Regions from separate parts of the Ctenopharyngodon idella genome. Here region 2 is linked to region 1. The links are chromatin contacts, called in public Hi-C maps. All regions are on one chromosome and are shown on one strand. The core of a region is the stretch at or near the end of the contact, and the rest is flanking DNA. Distances in the headings are between cores, read along the strand shown.

Region 1 (5,661 bases), core at 1,322-3,821:
GCAAATGAGGTTTACTTGATTATCCATACATCATTTAAAAATCATGTTCAAATGTGTCAGATATAATCATCAGGATATTGAGGAAGGTTTATTTGTTCATCTCTCAATCATCATTGAATTGCATTGCATTATATGTTTTAAAACTACAGAGCTTTGATAATAAAACTAAGCATTAAATATCATCTTACTAAAACATATTATTGGCAGATATGGAGTGACGACTGATATTTATATGCGTTTTATGTCACTGTTATAAAGGTCTCATTGATTCACTTTACAAGCATCAGAATTTCATCTTACTTTCTGGCCAGAATCTGCACCAAATTGCATATTTTGCTCATTTAGTTCCTCTTAATTAAACTGATTTTTTTTTGCTCCTCGAGTTTGAGCTCCATATTCTCACTATATCATACTATATGAGCCATAAAATCCTGATGTATCAAATATGATGCTTAACATAAAACACATATGCAAAATGTTAGTTAAAATGTAGGGACACAAATGTCCCTGATGTTATTTTTTTTTTATATGAATATTGATTTTATAATATGTTTCAATATTTTATCAAGTTTAGTATGAGTTTGTATTTTGCATAAATATGGCATGTGTTTTAATATAAGAATTCCCCTCATAAACATAAAACTGCCCCTTAAATTTAATTCCAGGAGGCAAGTATTGAAGAAAAAATGTACATAAAATTCTCCGTTACACAATGTAGGATTGTACTTTTGCATCATCTTGTGGAGTTTGAAACATTAAGCAAAATAAATGTAACAAACCCCAAGCCTCTACTGATACTAATAAATAGCATTTTAATACACTTGGATGCATTCATTTCTTCAACAAGTACTTTGAAAACATGGAGGAAAAAACACAAAAGATGATAATAAATTGTCGGTGGTAGGAAAACACAAATATTATGCCTAAAGAGCAGTAATTTGTTTTGATATGCATGAGAAATGTGCTGTTTACCCAGGCCAAACCATCCTGCAGCTATATGTGATATCCCCACAATTCATAACACACATGTACACAGAATACTGTATACAGAAGAGTCTACTTTCAGACCATGTGGATGAAGAATATTGCCCCTCCGAAGTAAAAAAAAAAAAAAAAATACTCTTTTTAATGATTCTACAAGTTTGCAAAAGCCACCTTAGAAAGTGAGGGCCCTTGTTGAGACACCAGCTGCAACCTGAGTAACTCATGTGAGGATAATATAAAGCCAATTCACTATTTTTATTTTTTTGTTAGTTTATCATAATATTAATATACGTAGTGTTTGTACATCTATTGTTGTAGATTTAGTTTTGACAGAAATACTCGAAAAAAACTATACTATATATATATATATATATATATAAATATATAATAGTAATGCGGCCAAACTTTTGAATGGTAGTGTATATATAGTGTATATATATATATATATATATATGTACTATACAATACTATATATACACTACCATTCAAAAGTTTGGCCGCATTACTATTTTTAATGTTTTTGAAAGAAGTCTCTTATGCTCATCAATCCTGCATTTATTCGATCAAAAATACAGAAAAAAAAAAAAAACAGTATTATTGTGAAATATTATTACAATTTAAAATAAAGGTTTTCTATTTTAATATACTTTAAAATATATATTTTTTCTGTAATGCAAAGCTGAATTTTCATCAGCCATTATACTCCAGTCTTTTGTGTCACATGATCCTTCTGAAATCATTCTAATATGCTGATTTGATACTCAGTTATTATCAATGTTGAAAACAGTTGTGTTGCTTAATATCTTTTGGAAACTGTGATACTTTTTTCAGGATTCATTGTTGAATAAATAGTCAAAAAGAACAGCATTTATTCAAAATAGAAATATTTTCTAACAATATAAATCTTTACTATCGCTTTTTATCAATTTAACACATCCGTGCTGAAAAAAAGTATTAATTTCTTCCAAAAAAAAAGAAAGAAAGAAAAAAATACTGACCCCAAACTTTTGAACAGTAGTGTATCGTTAATTTAAATAAATGCTACTCTTTTTTTTTTAACATTTATTCATCAAAGAATCCTGAAAAAAAGTATCACGTTATAAGAAAATATTAAGCAGCACAACATTTGTAATAAATCAGCATATTATAATGATTTCTGAAGGATCATGTGACACTGAAGACTGGATTTAATGATGTTGAAAATTCAGCTTTGATCACAGACATAAATTATATTTTAAAGTATATTATAATAGAAAACCATTATTTTAAATTGTAATAATATTTTACAATATTACTGTTTTTTTCCGTATTTTTGATCAAATAAATGCAGGCTTGATGAGTAGAAGAGACTTCTTTCAAAAACACAAAAAATAGTAATGTTTCCAAACTTTTGAATGGTAGTGTGTGTATATATACATATAAATTAACAAAAAATAAAAATAATGAATTGGCCTTATATATATATATATATATATATATATATATATATATATATATATATATATATATATATATATATATATATATATATATATATATATATATATATATGAGTTTATGACTTTTATTTTGAAATACAGCGCTTATCCACTTCCGCAAGAAAGATTCTGTTACAACATCCGCTCTTTCGCTGTTTCCTTACAACGGCTAGTACAATTAAATAGCTTTTATCATGAAAATATTATTAATACCTACTTAAATATCCGATAAGATATGAATGTTTTGCCCTGAAAACGATCACCATGGCGAGGATTGGAGACATCATTCATCTTAACGTCGGGGGCAAAAGGTTGTGTATTAAAGCAACTGCATATCCTGCTCGAAACAAGCCACATACTTTATTATCATACTCAAGAACTGTTAATTTTACATCAGAAACTTTATTGTAGTCTTCATAACAACTAGTTTACAGGAGCGTTTTAGTATTGTTTTTCATTTATCCTACTTACTGTAAGTAGCAGCAGACAGTAATAAACATCTGCATACCTATACAAGCGGCCCGATCTGTAACTCTGTCATGCTCGTTTTTGGCTAAAAATGTTTTATTTTTATTTTTGAATGTGTAAACACAGGTTCAGTACCTCCAGACAGACTCTAACGTGGGTTCCTGACTCCTTTTTCTCAAGGTTTGTGTGTCAGAAAAAGCTAAAATAGATCAAATCCTTCCTTCTTTTGTGTATGTTGATCATGTAAGGGCTTATAACGTAAATTAGTTTTTATAATAACAACAGCTGACCATACTGATTTATTGATTTTGTCATAGGTCTTATTAGGACAATTAAAAATTAGATATGGTAGCATTTTCTATAAGTGCATACATAACAATTAAAGGTTGTATTTTTCTGTGTCTAGTTTATTGAGTGGACGGATATCAACACTTAAAGATGAGACTGGAGCGGTAAGGTTCATATGCTAATAATAATAATAAATGTTGCAGATAAGTCTGTCTTTACAAAGATTCTACGCCATTTAAAGGTTCTTAATGTAATATTTGTCTTTTTCAGATTTTCATAGACAGAGATCCGTCTCTGTTTGCTCCCATTCTGAACTTTCTGCGCACTAAAGAGCTTCACCCCAGGTAAACATATAGTCTGTATTTTTTTCTGTTAACTGTGATATAGATTAATAAACACTGTGAAATTAAGTCTCTTATTATGGAAACTGTTTTTACGACAGGTCCATAGATGTCCACTTATTAATGCACGAGGCTGAGTTCTATGGGATCACGCCGCTGGGTGATTATTCTGATGGCTTTAGCCCACATATTATACTGCTTCATGTTTATTAAAGGAAATGAAGGTTTGCATGTAGTTTGTGGCATTAACAGGGTCTTTCCCTCCCCAGTGCGGAAGCTGCAGTTGTGCGATGAGTTGGATCGCTCCTCCTGCGGGAACGTGTTGTTCAATGGATACCTGCCGCCTCCAGGTACACAAAACACAAACCCTGACCGTATGACAAGACAGCGTCTTTCAGTCATGATGATGAGTGTGTGTGTGTGTGTGTGTGTTTCAGTGTACCCAGTGAAGCGCAGAAACAGGCACAGCGTGGCAGGACCGCAGTACATGGGTGGCCGCGCGGGGCCGGTGGAAAGAGCCCCTGTGAGGAGGAGTAACACAATGCCGCCCAACCTGGGCAACGCTGGCATACTGGGCCGAGCTGTCATTGAGGAGAGAGTGCCAGGTCTGCCTTTACTTCCTTTCAGTATTCTATTCTACTTCAGTTTTCTCCACTTCTCTATTCAATTCTGTTCCACATACTTTTATTTACTGTTCTATTTTCTGTTATATTCCGTTCTGCTCTGACATGCTGTGTTCTATTCTGTTCTCATATATTTACTTTTAGCTGTTCTGTGTTCTATTCTACTGATTCACTTTGGTCTATTCTGTTCTATGATGTTCTTTTCCTTTATATTGTACTCTGAATTACTCTATTCTGTGGTTTATTCTATTTTATTTTACTCTGTTCTACTATACTTGGTTCTATTCTATTTTACTAGATTCTACTCATTTATACTCTTTTTTTCTACTCTATTTCATTCTATTACTCAGGTTTTCTCTACTCACTTTCATTGTGTCCTACTCAGTTCTACTCATTTCTACCCTTGATTTATGCTATTCTGTTTTATTCTATTTACTTTGTCCTGGCTATTTTTTTTATTCTTTTTTCAATTCTGTTCTTCTACTCTGATTTGTTCTATTATATTCGATTTTGTTCTGTTCAGTTTTACTGTGAACAGTTCTATTCCATTATACTCAGTTCTTCTCATTTCTACTCTGGTTTATTTTGTTCTGATTTATCCTATTGGTTTATTCTATTCTGTTCTATTTTACTTTCCTAATTTGTTCTCTGATTTGCTCTGTTCTATTTTATACTACTCAGTTCTGTTCTATTTTACTCATTTCTACTCTTTAGTCCTTCTATTCTATTTTAATCAAATAATTTTACCCTTGTTTATTCTGCTTTATTCTACTCTATTCTAATCTACTATTTTTTACTCTGATTTGTTCCATTCTATTCCATTTTATTCTACTCAGTTGTATTCATCTCTGTTTTACTAATTTTTACTCCAGTTTACTTTATTCTATTCTGTTTTACTCAGTTCTGCTCTAATCAGTTCTATTCAATTATACCCAGTTCTTTTCATTTCTACTCTGGTTTATTTTATTCTGTTTTATTCTACTGGTTAAGTCTATTATGTTCTATTTTACTCTTCTAATTTCTGCTCGAATTTGCTCCATTCTATTTTATTCTACTCAGTTATGATTTATTTGACTAATTTCTACTCTTTAGTCCTACTTATCTACTCAGCTCTGGTTTATTCTATTTTATTCTATTCTATTTTACTCAAATAATTTTTACCCTTGTTTATTCTATTTTATTCTACTCTAATACTCATTTTTACTCTGATTTGTTCCATTCTATTCCATGTTATTCTGCTCAGGTCTATTCAGTTTTATTTTACTCATTTGTACTCCAGTTTATTCTATTCTATTCTGTTTTACTCAGTTTTACTGCAATCAGTTCTATTCCATTATACTTAGTTCTTCTCATTTCTACTTTTATTTGGTTTTATTCTACTGGTTAATTCTGTTCTGTTCTATTTTATTCTACTCAATTCTGTTTTATTTGACCCATTTTTACTCTTTAGTCCTACTTATCTACTCAGCTCTGGTTTAT
Region 2 (5,637 bases), core at 243-2,742, 130 kb before region 1:
TTTTGGACTTTCATTAGCTGTACGCTCTAATCAACAAATTAAAAAAAAAACTTTTGAAATGCTTTACTTTACATGTAGGGAATCTAGAATATATGAAAGTTTCATTTTTTTAAATAATTTACAATAAAAAAATGAACTTTTTCACGATATTCTAATTATATGACCAGCACCTGTATATATATAACATCCTAACATATACAATATTTACATACTGTATTTATTTTTATGAGTTTAACAAAAAGAAATAAAATCTATCACAACTCCTTTGTCATATATATATATATATATATATATATATATATATGTCAGTATCCTGAGTGATAACTGTGTCTCACAGCTCAAAATAGTTTTATTTAGCACCAGTTCTATTAAGAGATATGCAGTCCGTTTGACTTTGATTCATGCAAATGAGAATAAATGCTGATTTCAGTTGGGGAAAAAGATGAAAATCTGTTCCTTTTTTGCTGTCGTAATGTCAGTATCTTCTTGTGGTTCTGCTTTCACAATTTAAAATATTTATTTTCTCTTACATAATTGTTAACTTCTGTCTTTATCTATGATAGAGATCGCAACACGAAAATGAGACTTACCCATAATGCTGCTGACGCGGTTTTCCTCCATTCTTCTCCATCCTTTCAAGGATATAGACTACAACAGACATATAAACAAATATTGTACACTATACCTCATCCAGTATACGCAAAAGTAACTTTCATACAATAGGGGAAAAAATTGCATGACATGCACAGTGTCGTTTGTTTAATGTTAATATCAGTTCCACTTTTCCCTGGATCACTTTCACTTTGTATGCCTGCATAGCTGTACATTTGTGATTGTTATGAAGCAAACTGCAAGTTATTATTGTCATTATATCATATTCAAAGCACAATTAACACGTAAAATGTTAGACAGTGAGGAGATCAGTACTTACAGTTGTTTTAGGATGAAAAGAGAGAGCAGGTCCTCTGAGGCCACTGGTGCAGAAGATCAGCATGAGATGTTTGAGGAAGTTCACCCCATCGGAAGTCAAGCGTCATTTTGCACATGGTAACATAACTTGTAGGTGTTTTAACAAAATAATGATGATAACAAAACATAAAATAGGAAGACAGTATACAAAAAAAGGAAGTGAAGAAAGAAATGGGTGTAGCTTTGACTTAGATTTACTATTGTCAGTCCAGCCAGTGGATTACTTTAAAGAGATTACAGAATACTGAAACTAAAGTGGAAACGGTTTCTCTTCACACTTTGTCTTTATGGTGTGTTGGGATTCCCCTCGGTTCTGGGAAATGGGTGGGGTCAAGCCTACATATAAAGTCTGTAGAGTTCAGAAATGAGTCAACTGTACGAAGATTTTGCATGCTCAGCTCCTACATTAATATGCACTTGCATTCATTCATATCATAGGACCCTATTACATAATAATGTCATTCCATTAACAAATAAATGGAAGATAGTCTATGTGTTTGCTATAGGGGCATCGTTTTAAGCTGTAAAGATGTCTGGATTGGGCAGATTTTAAAAAGAATAAAAAGAAATGATTATGGTTATTTAATGATTAGTATTCAAGAAACAAAGAAAAACTGAATATGGAAATATAATATAAATAGAAAGCAGGTTTTTGCTCACTCTCCTGTAAGACAGAAGGCTTTAACTCTTTGTATTTTTGTCTACTTGTCAAAAAAGAAAGCTATTCAAATCCTGACAGGAATTTGAATTTTAAAAAATAGAATAAAATTTAACGATATTCACAGAAAATCATTTGAACTAGAAAAGTTTGACAAGACTGAATCAAATTCAGATTCCAACTTGAAATATAGCCAATCCCTAAATTCTGAATGTTGCCGAACTGTTATAATAACAAGCAATTTATATATAATTTGAATAAGTCGGCATGAAATTGAGGTTGTGATAGTCTTTTTCCTTATATTGTGCTACATATCCGGGAGAAACCGCTTCTGGAACAAGAAAGCATGTAGGGCGGGGCTTGATTTTGTCTATGTGGAAATGATTGATGGTTTGCTATTGGTGGATCTCATGTGAGTGACAGGTTGCCCCGCCCTCGTCATCAGAGAAGAGATGTCGCTGCAAGAGTTATTCTGATTCAAGATTACGAGAAACATGAATTAAAAAAAATAATGAAGTGCATGGTTAAATCATTTATAATAAATACTGCAATGTTCCAGTAAAAAAAAAAAAAAAATGCCAATTTTGATTTCATGGTGACAAGGGCACATCGTATTTATGGAGCAAATTCAAAAACTTTACAGACTTGGAGTGTTGCTTTTGATACCGTCAAATCATTTGTTTCTTCTTTTATATGTAAAAAAAAAAAAATTATTGGCACGAGTGTATATGTATTTTTGTGGTATCATTTAGGCCTATGATATAAATTGTATTTTATTTAAATTATATTTGTTAAAAACTTTTTATTTTATTTTGTAAAGTCCACAGCATTGTAAAGTATATTCCTATTGTATTTGTATATGATATATTATCTTTGTATTAAACTAATTACGATTGTTTAGCAAGCATAAATCATTTATAATAAACACTGCAATATTCCACAAAAAAATAAGAATGGTCCATTTTGATTTTCTTGCTTGATGACTTTTATTTTGAAAATAAAAATATCTCTTCCGGTCGGACATTCAGACGCTGCGCTCCTTTTGAATGAGGTACGTAAACAGCAGTTGCAGCAACAGATGACACTTTATATCTTTAAAGTAAAGTCACCATTACCACATGCGAGTTCGTGATGTGTGTCTTCTTTAAACAGGCATCTGAACTGAGCAGTATGAAAACTCCAGTGAGTGTTCTCCGGCTGCCCCGAGGTCCGGACCCGAACAGCCGAGGATTCGACCCGAACTCTCCCCGCTTCATCGCTCTGTGTCCTACAACACTCTCCTCCGCCACCTCGTCTTCATCAGGAAGCGTTGACGAAGAGGAGCAGCGGCTGCGGTCAGATCTGCGAGAGAGATTTCTGCGGACACTCTTATCGATGACAGACAAACAAGTGGAGTTCAACATGCACGAGAAAGTGCGCGTTCGCGCGAGGTTCGGGGCCTCAGATATAGACGTCCTGAATTTCCAGGTGTCTGATTTGGAGACTCCTCTCGGTGTTCAGAAAGAAGCCCTTCTGAGAAGCCAGGATGTGATTTCATGCTCATTTGAGCTGTGAGTGAGAGTTTATTGTGGCACGCGATGCTGATCTTCACCACAAGATGGCGGCGGAAGTATTGTCATTGTGTAACGATGACTGAAGTTTAATGAGTTCAAGGAACTTTCTCGTTGTTTTCATGTAATAAACGTTCAGAACTTCATACTTAATGCTTCATATTTTTTTTATAGAGTAGTTATTATTCAAAACTGCCCCGAAATGAATCACAACATTACAAATTTGCGCCATAAATGTCATGTGACTAATTATTCTGGAGCCATAGGTAAATAACATCATATTTTAGCACAGCTGACTTTGGCCAAAGACATCTAAGATAGATAGGTAGAGTCCTTAAAAGCTTCTGACAGTGTTAGTGATCCCTTATCTTGCAGGATTTAACCTGAATTTAACTGTCCACCTGCACTAAAACACACATTATTTGCATATTGAGTTACAGTTTTTCATTGAAAACTCTCAAAAAGTCTCTGCTACTCACTGTAGCATGAAACACACACACAAAAACCCAGCCGTCCAACATAATAGTCATTTATTTGTGTCCAAAAAGTTCTTTTAAGGGCACAGAAGTTTGTCTTCTAATGGAACGAGGAATCAATGACATTCAATCTTCTTAAAAGGTATGAGGTTGTTTACCAAAGCCAGTTTTATTAGAATATCATTAGACATTGTTCAATGACTGTGCCATTGTTGTTCACGTTACCCTGGCAGAGCGTCTGGGCTTGATGACTCATCCCTACTGCCCTGAAACACAACGGAGAGATAGACAGATCCTGTTTTGTTGTCAGAGCTCCCCATAATTTAATCAGGAAGCTTTACAAGGACATGCAATGTTAATTTCATATTTCAAATCTAGTCATTTTACTCACCTAGTAGCCACGGGCAATCATGTTTTGAGATGCAGGTCTGCGGCCGCTTACGTAAGATGTTCATTGCTCTCATTTAATCATCTTTCTCTCCTTCATTTACTTTAAATGTTTCATTGAATCAATCAAGGTACAAGTGAAGGACTAATGCAATGAAATAAAGTGGATCGAATTGATTGTTTTTCACTTGCAGAAGTACTTTTGTAATGCTTCCTGATTGGACTGTATTAGCGTCTATGTGAGGCATCAACACAATCCAGTGAGTGATTTTGAACTGTTCAAGCGACCTCAGAGATTCTGTCATAGCAGAAGGTTTGAAACTTTAATGCCACGAACCCCCAAATATGATAATCCACTTGTAAGGGACCCCTTAAAATATAAAGAATATTTAAAAAAAAAAAAAATGTACAAAGAAAGACCCATTATAAGTGTGTATTATTTTAAACATATCATTTTTATTATTTAAACATTTTTATTATTTCATTTTAATTATATTATTTTTATATATTTGATATGTATTAAATATATTTTATATTAATTTGTGGCTTTTTTTTTTTTTTTCAGTGTAAATTTGTTTTTGAAAGAAGTCTTTTCTGCTCATCAAGCCTGCATTTATTTGATCAAAAATACAGAAAAAAAATCAGTAATATTGTGAAATATTATTACAATTTAAAATAATGGTTTTCTATTTTAATATACTTTAAAATATAATTTATTTCTGTGATGCAAAGCTGCATTTTCAGCATTATTACTCCAGTCTTCAGTGTCACATGATCCTTCAAAAATCATTCTAATATGATTTATTTTCAATGTTGGAAACAGTTTTGCTGCTTTTTTTATATATATAACCTGTGATACTTTTTTTCAGGATTAATTGATGAATAAAGAGTTAAAAAGAACAGCATTTAGAAATCAAAATAGAAATCTCTTATATTTTAAAGTATATTAAAATAGAAAACCATTATTTTAAATTGTAATAATATTTCACAATATTACTGTTTATTATATATATATATATATATATATATATATATTAGTTTTTATTTGTGTATTTTCCATTTTAATTTTAGTAATTTTGCTGTGTTTTGTCATTTTTATTAGTTATTGTTTTTCTTTGTTTTTTTTTTTTTGTTTTTTTAAATGTCTACATAGTTTTTATTAATTTTATTTCAGTTTTAGTTATTTTAGTACGTTTTACATGTTGAAAGATGAGAAATGTTGCTTTGGCAACTAGCTGAAATGAAAATAAGTTTTAGTTCACTATAATAACCTTGTTCAGTATCCACTATAAAGGACAAGAATGATAACTATATTATTATCCACACCAACGCACAATATTATTCTCTTTATTATAAGCACATTCTGCATTTTTGTCATCTGTCGCTTTAAATGCTCAAGCTCTTCAAAGCAGGATGGATTCTGATTGGCTGTCAATGTTTCTAAGGTTCATCAGCTGGAAAAAAACTATTTGCAGAATTCGGAGCCGCATTTTTAGCATATCTGTCAGAAATAGTAAGAGTAGTATGCTAGACTGTTTTAAATTCAGAATGATTTTTAATACTATATTTCTATCGTTATCATTATTTTTAAAAAGCT

Evidence for each region. A called contact is a pair of places that touch in the nucleus more often than the background predicts.
Region 2: a Hi-C map of muscle shows a contact between it and region 1, with 5 times the contacts expected there. The contact joins the promoter of tirap here to the promoter of shkbp1 in region 1. A contact is called at or near these places in 2 of 2 Hi-C or Micro-C datasets (both in muscle).

Annotation. Positions count from the first base shown.
Region 1 is chr18:1,956,945-1,962,605 of HZGC01, reverse strand. It overlaps shkbp1 (SH3KBP1 binding protein 1), which reads left to right and starts at 2,571. Exons shown (of 18, transcript XM_051869465.1): 1 at 2,571-2,773; 2 at 3,057-3,110; 3 at 3,337-3,382; 4 at 3,489-3,562; 5 at 3,661-3,719; 6 at 3,829-3,909; 7 at 3,997-4,164. The coding sequence starts at 2,727. LOC127499303 (zinc transporter 1) reads left to right here. Exons shown (of 4, transcript XM_051869466.1): 4 at 1-1,177.
Region 2 is chr18:2,088,530-2,094,166 of HZGC01, reverse strand. It overlaps tirap (toll-interleukin 1 receptor (TIR) domain containing adaptor protein), which reads right to left and starts at 1,492. Exons shown (of 4, transcript XM_051870206.1): 1 at 932-1,492; 2 at 591-648. The coding sequence starts at 994. It overlaps gemin7 (gem (nuclear organelle) associated protein 7), which reads left to right and starts at 2,519. Exons shown (of 2, transcript XM_051870209.1): 1 at 2,519-2,678; 2 at 2,780-3,325. The coding sequence starts at 2,607. The coding sequence ends at 3,181.